3 separate regions of the Mus musculus genome follow, and all the other regions are linked to region 2. The links are chromatin contacts, called in public HiChIP or PLAC-seq and promoter capture Hi-C maps. All regions are on one chromosome and are shown on one strand. Each heading gives the region's core, a stretch centred on a gene start, on an enhancer-like site or on the middle of the called end of the contact. The rest is flanking DNA. Distances are from core to core; before and after follow the strand shown. Region 1 holds the start of Fam216a (family with sequence similarity 216, member A). Region 2 holds the start of Morn3 (MORN repeat containing 3). Region 3 holds the start of Vps33a (VPS33A CORVET/HOPS core subunit).

Region 1 (2,751 bases), core at 217-2,716, 670 kb after region 2:
AAACTGCACCTCCAGGGAAACCCTGGGAAGGCGATGAGACCAGAGCTGCAGATCTAGATGCAGGGCGTGGGCTCAGGATGTTTCTTTAACACAGTCTACAAATTAACGTAGGTTACAGAAATGACCTCCTCCACGCTCCACGCTTCCTTTTGACAGCCTGTTCTCTCTACCTAGGACAGCCCCACCATACAGATGCACTGTAACTGACAGGTGAGCTGTGTACCTTCCAGATCAGATGACAGGCCCTGTGGAGTCACACAGCCATCTCTAGTACTCTGAATATTGTATTTATTAAATATTAAAATGATACAAACACCTCTATAGACTCTAGGCATCCCTCAAATGTCACCATTGCCGTTTCTACTGTGCTTAAGTGTCCTTAGCATCATTCTCTTAATATGTACACAAAGAAACACTGTATCACACAAAAAAAATAAATATAAAAACTAGAGCCAGGCAGTGGTGGCAGACGCCTTTAATCCCAGCACGTGGGAGGCTGAGGCAGGCGGATTTCTGAGTTCAAGGCCAGCCTGGTCTACAGAGTGAGTTCCAGGACAGCCAGGGCTACACAGAAAAACCCTGTCTCAAAGGAAAAAGAAAAAAATGCCCACAAACAGTGCATATCTACAAACTTATCTGAAACCCATACTCCAAACTTCTGAGAAAAAGGGAAGAAAAGACCCCATACTGGGTGCGTGGCAGGGGGCCTTGTCTGGAATTAGACAGGGGAAAAAAAACCAAAAAAACAAAAAGACCAACAACCCAGACTCAGATTCCGGGGCGGACCTAAGTAAGCGTATGATTTTGAACAAAATAAACCTTTCTGTGTTTGTAATCTGTAGAATGGGTATAGGATCAAGCACACAGAATGGATATGAAGACACCTGGAACGACCAGGGCAGTTCCTGGAGCAAAGGTGTCCTGCAGCTCTGTCTGGGTGCTGGACAGAACTGAAGTCTTTTGGGAGGACAGAACAAGCTCTTGAGCGCTCAGCCCTCTCTCAAGCCGCTCAAGAGCTATTAAAGCTGCTATCACTCCCAGACAAACAAAAAAAAAAAAAAAAGCAAGGTACAAGCAGAGAGCAGGAAGCCGTATACCCAGGGTTTCCCCGGAGCCCAGCCACCCACGCACCGCAGCTCCTCCAGGCTCACCTTCCCGCTGCCCGCGGGGCCCATGACGAGCTGCGCATATCGAGGCATGCCGCCTCTCCGGGGGTTTCACACACAGCCGACGGCCACACTCCCTTCAGCCTTCGCGCGACAGCCACGGCGTTCCGGGGAATGTGCGTAGGAGCCAATCGCAACCACAGATCGCTCGTTCAGCACGGGTATTTACTACACCATAGACTACGGAGCGTCCCCAGGGCCAAAATGCCTTCCGAAACGCGTGCCGTGCTCAGAGAGGAGGCGGGGACACGAGTTCGTTCACGCGTGCGCAGAGAGAGAAAGAGAAAGAGCCGAGAGCCGTTATCGGTTGGGCCTCCGGCGAAGGCGGTTGCCTAGGTGATAGCGGATCGCGAATTACGCTCCGCGCCCCCGGGCCGCAGCACCGGTGCTTGGGTTTGACACATAGGGTGACAACCGAAGGTCTGCAGGTCCTCTGAGGGTCTAGAATACTGAGGTGGATAAGGAATACTTGCTTTAGGGTGCGTGTGGATGGATTTGCCCTGACGCGTCCTTGTCAGCGAGAGATGCCCAGGCGCAGGAGCCTGGTTACCTGAGGTTCCTCCGCCCTCGGGTCTACAGCTCCAGGAACTCGGGTCTTCCTCCGCACCATCCGGCGGCCACTTGAGCAGGGTCGGAGTGGGGAGAGCCGGAGGCCGCCGACTCAGAGCCGGTGTGGTGCACGCGTGTGGACGGGATGCCGAGCCGTTGGCCCGGGGTCGCGGGGCCGCCCGCCTTGGCCCGGACGGAAGGCGGTGAAGGGTGAGGCGGCCTTGGGAACCCCTGCCGAGGAGGCGCGAGACGGGGGGGGGGGGGGGGGGGGGGGGAGCGGGCTCTAGCGGGGCTCGGCTGCCGAGGCGGCCTCGGAGCAGGACAGAGACTGAGCTTTCGGGCTCCTAACCTGGCGGGGAGCCGAGGGTCCAGCCGCCTCGGGCCTGGGAAGGTTTTAACTGTCCCCTAGATGGCTGAGGACAGTTGACTTCTGATATCACAGCTGGATGCCATGCTTCCCTGTCCCCCTCCTGGCCTCCTTCCTTAAAAAAATCAAGAGGCGGGATGACTGGGATCCAACTAGGCCCACAATCATGGCTCTTGTAGAATCTGAATCCGTGGCCATGAAATAAAAATATATTTATGTTTATTAAGTACATTATTATTAAATGTACATTTTATTGTAAATATATATTTGGTGCTAAGACTTTTTTTTTTTTTTCCCCGAGACAGGGTTTCTCTGTGTAGCCCTGGCTGTCCTGGAACTCACTGTAGACCAGGCTGGCCTGAACTCAGAAATCCACCTGCCTCTGCCTCCCGAGTGCTGGGATTAAAGGCGTGTGCCACCACTACCCGGCTACAGGAATCAATTTCATTTTTTGAAAAAAGTAAAAAGACCAGATCCATGATTGGAAACAATTAACAAACCAGCGTACTAGTTCCAGCACAACGTAATTGTTCTTTCCAGGACAGAAATTACTTCTATTAAAGAACAAGAAAGATATCATGTGGCTAAGTACAGGAACCAAGCAAACTACAGGCTTGATCTCACTGTAGAATTAGACTAGGACGCTATGAGACCAGATTTACCTAAGTC
Region 2 (3,048 bases), core at 491-2,990:
TGCAGATTGGTAGCCTCAGGATTCTGACAGCAGCACAAACCTTCTATACCATGGCTCCCCTCTCAAGTCCTCCACTCTCCATCTGAGGCCCTGCCAAGAAGCCAGATCTCTACACAACAATTAAAGGGCACGTGGAGAACTGCCAGTATGGGGCTGGAGAGATGGCTCATCGGTTAAGACCACTGCCTGAGGACCAGTAGATAGAGTACTTGCTTGGCATGTGTGAAGCCCTGGGCTTGATTCTAAGCACTGCATAAACCAAGCAAGAAGGCTAATGCTTGCAATCCTAGCATTTAGGAGGTAGAGTTGGGAGGACCGCTAATTTAAAGTCATCCTGCATCGTGAGTCTGAGGCTAGCCTGGGTTACATGAGACCCTGGATTGAAAAAAAGTCATTCTCAGCTACATTGGGAGTTTGAGTCTAACCTGTACTACATGACACCCTATTAGAAACAGAAAGGGGCAGAGAGAATGAATGAATGAATGAACTTGAGTGTAGTGGTACATGTCTTTTATGCCAGCACTCAGGAGGCAAGAAGAATAATGCAAATTAGGGGCTAGCCTGGTCTACATCTGGTCTACATATGGAGTATGGAGTTCCATGTCAGCCAGGGCCACAGAGCCATAGCAAGACTCCATATTAAAAAAAAAAAAAAGCAAGCTTTGTTTTGTTTTGATTTTTTTGTTTGTTTGTTTTGTTTTTATTTTGGGTTTTTGGCTTTTCAAGACAGGGTTTCTCTGTGTAGCCCTGACTATCCTGGAACTCACTCTGTAGACCAGGCTGGCCTTGAACTCAGATATCTTCCTGCCTCTGCCTCCTGAGTGCTGGGATTAAAGTCATGTGCCAGTAGTCCCCTCTGTGGGAACAGAGGCTGTAAAACATGCACAGGTGGCAGGCACAGTGTCCAACCTGAAGCACACAGGTTGTGAGGCTGACCCTGTGGGTGGATGCTAAGATACCATGACCTCCTAGAACTGGCTTCAACCTGAGGATATTTTGATTGGCAGCACCTGTGTGTATGTGCTGCCGGTGCAAGATTTAATGGGAGTGGATTTGTACAGCCTCAGAACCTATGGAGTATGTGGTTGTATTAGTTGAGGGAGATTGCGGTCCCCAGGATGTAGATAGGAACGTTTTTATCACCCATGAGCCAGCTGGAGACAGATGGAAAGACATGAACAATCCCTTCTGGAGATTCTGGGGACCTGAGGAAAACAGGTCGGGGCTCCCAGACATGGGGAGGAGACCCTGGGCCACCCACTGTTTCCCTCTAGAGTCTATGGCTCTACCAGATAAGAGTCGTAGGGCTCAGATGTGGAAGGATGACCAGTGAGCCAAGGGCTGTCCAACTGTGTTTGTTTTGAGACAAGGTCTCACTGTATAGCTAGACTTGCAGTCTGGGACAGTTAGTCACCATGAAATCAGTCTCTGATTTGTGGGATCTCCCCTGCTGAAAGGCAACCCCTGAGCTTCATCTGTCCCATCTACCAGGTACGTAGGGCAAGGGCTAACAGGGCAGGCAGCTGTCTGCCTGATACCCTCTGATACACCTGGAGTGGTCCCAGTACTTGGTACCATCTGATCTTTCTTACTTCGAGTCTCTTCTACCAAAGTCGGTTCCTGATTGGTCTTTCAAGTCATTAAGTCACCTGTGAGCATCATTTTTCCCAGGGGCAGCTTCTCTCCAGTGTCATCACAATCCCTGGGTTCCAAAGGAATTATGCCATCACATCCCTGACAGATGGACCCTAGGAGAATGCAAGGGCAAGGACTGTTGTGGGTCAGTCCAGCACAGAGGGATCCCCACTGAGGGCTCTTCACCTGCCCTGGGGACTCAGAACACAAATGACCTGCCCTATTGGAACTCAGGCAGGCACCTCCCCAGGAAGTACCAGGATCCCCAGGATACACGGGAGTCACTGAGCCCCTGATGCCCCTACCTCCTGCTAGCACCCCCGCAACACCACAGAGGCAGCCAGCATGCCGGTCACTAAGTGTCCAAGGAAAGTAGAGCCGCCGTGGAAAGGGTGGGACCGGAAAGCCCAGAAGAACGGACTGAGACACCAAGTGTTTGCTGTGAACGGCGATCACTACGTGGGCGAATGGAAGGGCAACTTGAAACACGGTAAGCTAAGCGGGAGAGCCTCCGGGGATTAGTGGCCAGCGTGGGGTCAGAGTGGGTGGGCAATGCAAAACAAAACAAAAAGCACTGTTACAGAGTCCATTAAGAACATAAGCGATCTTGTTTTGTTCCCAACCCCACTTAGTGACCAGAACCGGGACCAGCAGGGGGCTGTGGCTCTGAAGTCCAAGTCAGCCCTGACTTCAGCTGAGCCAGAGTCTAGGGACAGAAAACAAAAATGGGATAGGGATCATCAGAAGCCAGCCCAAAGCTGGGTGGGGTTCTGGGGGTGCTGGATCGCTCTCTGTCTTCTGACAGGGTAGCAGAGCCTGGGGTTGGTTGAAAAGGTCAACACATTAAGAAAATGACTTGCAGTAGGCGTTGTGGGCTTCAGATGCTGCCCTGATGCTCTGCAGATGGTGGGGGCACAAGGTCTGGGCCTCAAGACACAGGTTGGACCTATCCAACCCCCCAGAAGTAACTGAGTGACCATGATTACTCCTGTATGCCTGGACTCAAGTCTTAACCAGCAGGGGGCGAATGGGTTCTGGCCGATACATTGCAAATCACGTTTGTCCGGGATGGATGGGGGTAGGACGGGGACTCTATTTAAAAGCTCTAGTCTTGCAATTCCAGACTTAACCACTTTCTTCTCCTGCCTTCCTGGGTTATCTACACTAGAATCCCTGAGCCTGCATTGTTAGAATACCTTATCTATAGGTTTTCTCATCTGTTAAGTGGCAACAATGTCTCTTTATAAAGTACACGCAGCAAGATTGCTCAGAGCAAGGGTGCTCGGGGAGACTCTGCAAAGTAGACTACCATCACATTTCCCAAATGAGGTGACCTGGGAAGAAGTGACTACTGAAGAGGTGGTATTAGGCTATAGAGGGCACCAGAGAGGGGAAGAGAGGGAGTAACAAAGA
Region 3 (2,914 bases), core at 285-2,784, 530 kb before region 2:
TTCAATTCCCATCAACCACACAGTGGCTCACAACAATCCGTAATGGGATCTGATGCCCACTTCTGGTGTGTCTGAAGAGTGATAGTATATTCATTTACATAAAATATAAATAAGAATAATACCTTGCAACAGATTATTATTCTCAACTTCAGTATCATTAACTTGCCGTGAGTCCATGGAGATCAGAAGTGGGCATAGAGGATGTGGAACTGGAATGCTGGAGTTACAGGCAGTTTTGAGCTGGAACCCCAACTCTGGTTCTCTGGAAGAACAGCGTGTTCCCACTAAGCCATCTCTCTCTCTTATTTTTTAAACTGTGTTTGCCTGAAAGTATCTATCAGTGCTGTGTGCCTTGCTCTCCTAGGTGAGAAAGGGGCACTAGATCCCGTGTTAGCATTTCTTCCAGGCTCTGCTGCGCAGTTACCTGGCAACAGCCATGTGTGCCTGACTCAATATAAAAGAGGCTGCTTGCGGCCCCCCCCCCCCCACTCTCTTACCTTCTCTCTTCCCTCTCCCTTCTCTCTCCTTTCCCCTTTCCTGTCTGTCTCCACGTGTTCCTGGCCGGCCTCTACGCCTCTATTTTCTCCCTCTCCCCCTCTCTCTTTCCCTTCCCCTTTCCCTCCTCTCCCCTCCCCACCTCCTTCCTCAACTCCCCTCCCCATCTCCCCATGCCCTAAATAAACTCTATTCCATACTATATCCGTCATATGGCTGTTACCTCATGGGGAAGGGATGTCTCAGCATAAGCTCGCAGAGGCACCACCTTCCACCTCACCATACCTCACTCTATCAAGCATATCCCTGGCTTCCTTTTCTTGTTTTATAAAACACAACACCCTGGAACCGGAGTTACAGATGGTCACGAGCTATACTGTGGATCCTGGGAACCTGGTCTATGGGAGAGCAGCAGGTGCTCTTAACTGGTGAACCATCTCTCCAGTCCATTTATTGTTTGTTTATGTGGAGACAGGTCTCACTGTGTAGCCCTGGTTGTCCTGGAGCTCGCTATGTTTACCAGGCTGGCCTTGAACTTGGAGAGATAAGCTTGCTCTGCGATTGAACCACTTACTGGGTGTAGTAAGGTGCATTTTGTAGTTTGGCCTCGATCGCCATTTTACACCAGTATTCTAGCTGTGAAGACACAAGGATGGTGCTTTTAAACGCGACAAATAACATCTAAATTCCATCCTTAAGACCTGGGGATGGTGGCTCACGTCTTTAATCCCAGCACTTAGGAGGCAGAGGCAGGCGGATTTCTGAGTTCGAGGCCAGCCTGTTCTACAGAGTGAGTTCCAGGACAGCCAGGGCTACACAGAGAAACCCTGTCTCGAAAACAAACAAACAAAGTCAATTTTCACTGCTCACCATTCTTAGGCATGGTAGGGAAATACTTTAGAAAGGGGCGGGGAGGGGACTCCTCCTCGCATGCGCACTAGGACCTTGAAGGAGCATCACTGTCAGCAGGACTCCGCCTTTCGCGTTCAATGTGCCTCAGCGACTCGGATCACGTGAACGTCCCGTCACGTGACGCAGGCGGCGTCTGGGGAAATGCGGGTGCCCGGGCAAGATGGCGGCGCACCTGTCGTACGGGCGAGTGAACCTGAACGTGCTGCGCGAGGCGGTGCGTCGGGAGCTGCGCGAGTTCCTGGACAAGTGCGCTGGGAGCAAGGTGAGGGACAGGGCCCCGGCGCCACCAAGCTTGGCCGGGCGGGACTGTGCGAGGCCGTGGGGGCGATCAGGTCGCCCGCTCAGTGACAGCCCCTGGCCGGGAGCTCCCCGACCTGCGAGACAGTTGTCCTTTCCAGCCTGGAAGCACGCACGCCCACAGCCCTCGGCACACAGCTTGTGAAAGACAAGCTGTCACTTCGTAACTTCAACATGGATCGTTTTTTGTCTAGATCGGGGACTTCATAGAATTTCCTTTCTTCCTGTTTTCCTCTCAGTGTTTGAGACAGGGTAACGCTGTGTAGCCCTCGAACTCACTGAGATCCACCTGTCACTGCCTCTGAGTGCTGGGATCGGCTCTCCATTTTATTTTTGAGCCTATTCCTGGCTATATAGACTGTTCCTGCCGGCACTCCTCCTTTCTCTCGCCTCTGGCACTACAGGCATGAGCCATGCTGTGAGGTTTTCTTTTAAGCATTTTTTCCCTCTATTCTGAGATTTATTAATCATACCCCATCCCTCTACAGGGAATGGGAAGTTCTAATCTGAAGAAAAAAACAAAACAGATGCTCAAAGAATCAGTTTTGGGCCCGGCAGTGGTGGCGCACGCCTTTAGCCCCAGCACTTGGGAAGCAGAGGCAGACGGATCTCTGAGTTCGAGGCCAGCCTGGTCTACAGAGTGAGTTCCAGGACAGCCAGGGCTACACAGAGAAACCCTGTCTTGAAAAAACCAAGAACACTCCCTACCCCCACCCACCCAAAAAGAATCAGTTTTGTAAACATAGCTCCAACTAAGTCATTGAGTCAAAAAGGCAGATTATTAAATCACAGGGGGCAGTATTAAACTGAAAATGATGTCGAAATCAGATATAATAGATTGTGTGGACCAGGTTTACAAAGTGTTTCTCCTGGAGGAAGCAGGGATCTTTGATGCCAGTATCATGAAATTTCCCCCTTTGTGGAAGGTTCTTTTCGACCCTTAGGCTATAATGTGACCAGAGCCTTTAAAAATCCTAACTCTAACTTTTAGAAGAATATTCTGGAAAGGTGGCTTAGAGGTGAAGAGGGAGTGTAGCTCTTCCAGAGGAGCCCAGATCAGTTGCTGGCACCTACAGACAACCACTTGTAACCCCAGATCCTTGGAAATTTGATGGATCTGGCCTCTGAGGGGAACCGCACCCACCTGCACATACCCAGGCACAGACACATACAACTAGACATAATTAAAGTGGGGGTGGGGCAGGGAAAA

The links. HiChIP or PLAC-seq counts read pairs in DNA pulled down with a chosen protein or histone mark. Capture Hi-C pulls out chosen DNA fragments and counts their contacts.
Region 1: a contact with region 2 is called in a FOXA1 HiChIP or PLAC-seq map of pancreatic cancer cells. The contact joins the promoter of Fam216a here to the promoter of Morn3 in region 2. A contact is called at or near these places in 2 of 115 datasets of contacts at active chromatin or transcription factors (embryonic stem cells and pancreatic cancer cells) and 2 of 9 other capture datasets (liver and pancreatic islet).
Region 3: a contact with region 2 is called in a promoter capture Hi-C map of pancreatic islet. The contact joins the promoter of Vps33a here to the promoter of Morn3 in region 2. A contact is called at or near these places in 1 of 39 promoter capture datasets (pre-B cells), 2 of 115 datasets of contacts at active chromatin or transcription factors (bone marrow-derived macrophages and memory CD8 T cells) and 1 of 9 other capture datasets (pancreatic islet).

What each region holds. Positions count from the first base shown.
Region 1 is chr5:122,371,057-122,373,807 of GRCm38.p6, reverse strand. It overlaps Fam216a (family with sequence similarity 216, member A), which reads left to right and starts at 1,466. Exons shown (of 7, transcript NM_026883.4): 1 at 1,466-1,925. The coding sequence starts at 1,861. Gpn3 (GPN-loop GTPase 3) reads right to left here and starts at 1,300. Exons shown (of 8, transcript NM_024216.2): 1 at 1,152-1,300. The coding sequence starts at 1,199.
Region 2 is chr5:123,045,708-123,048,755 of GRCm38.p6, reverse strand. It overlaps Morn3 (MORN repeat containing 3), which reads left to right and starts at 1,740. Exons shown (of 5, transcript NM_029112.2): 1 at 1,740-2,125. The coding sequence starts at 1,981.
Region 3 is chr5:123,571,635-123,574,548 of GRCm38.p6, reverse strand. It overlaps Vps33a (VPS33A CORVET/HOPS core subunit), which reads left to right and starts at 1,534. Exons shown (of 13, transcript NM_029929.3): 1 at 1,534-1,669. The coding sequence starts at 1,568.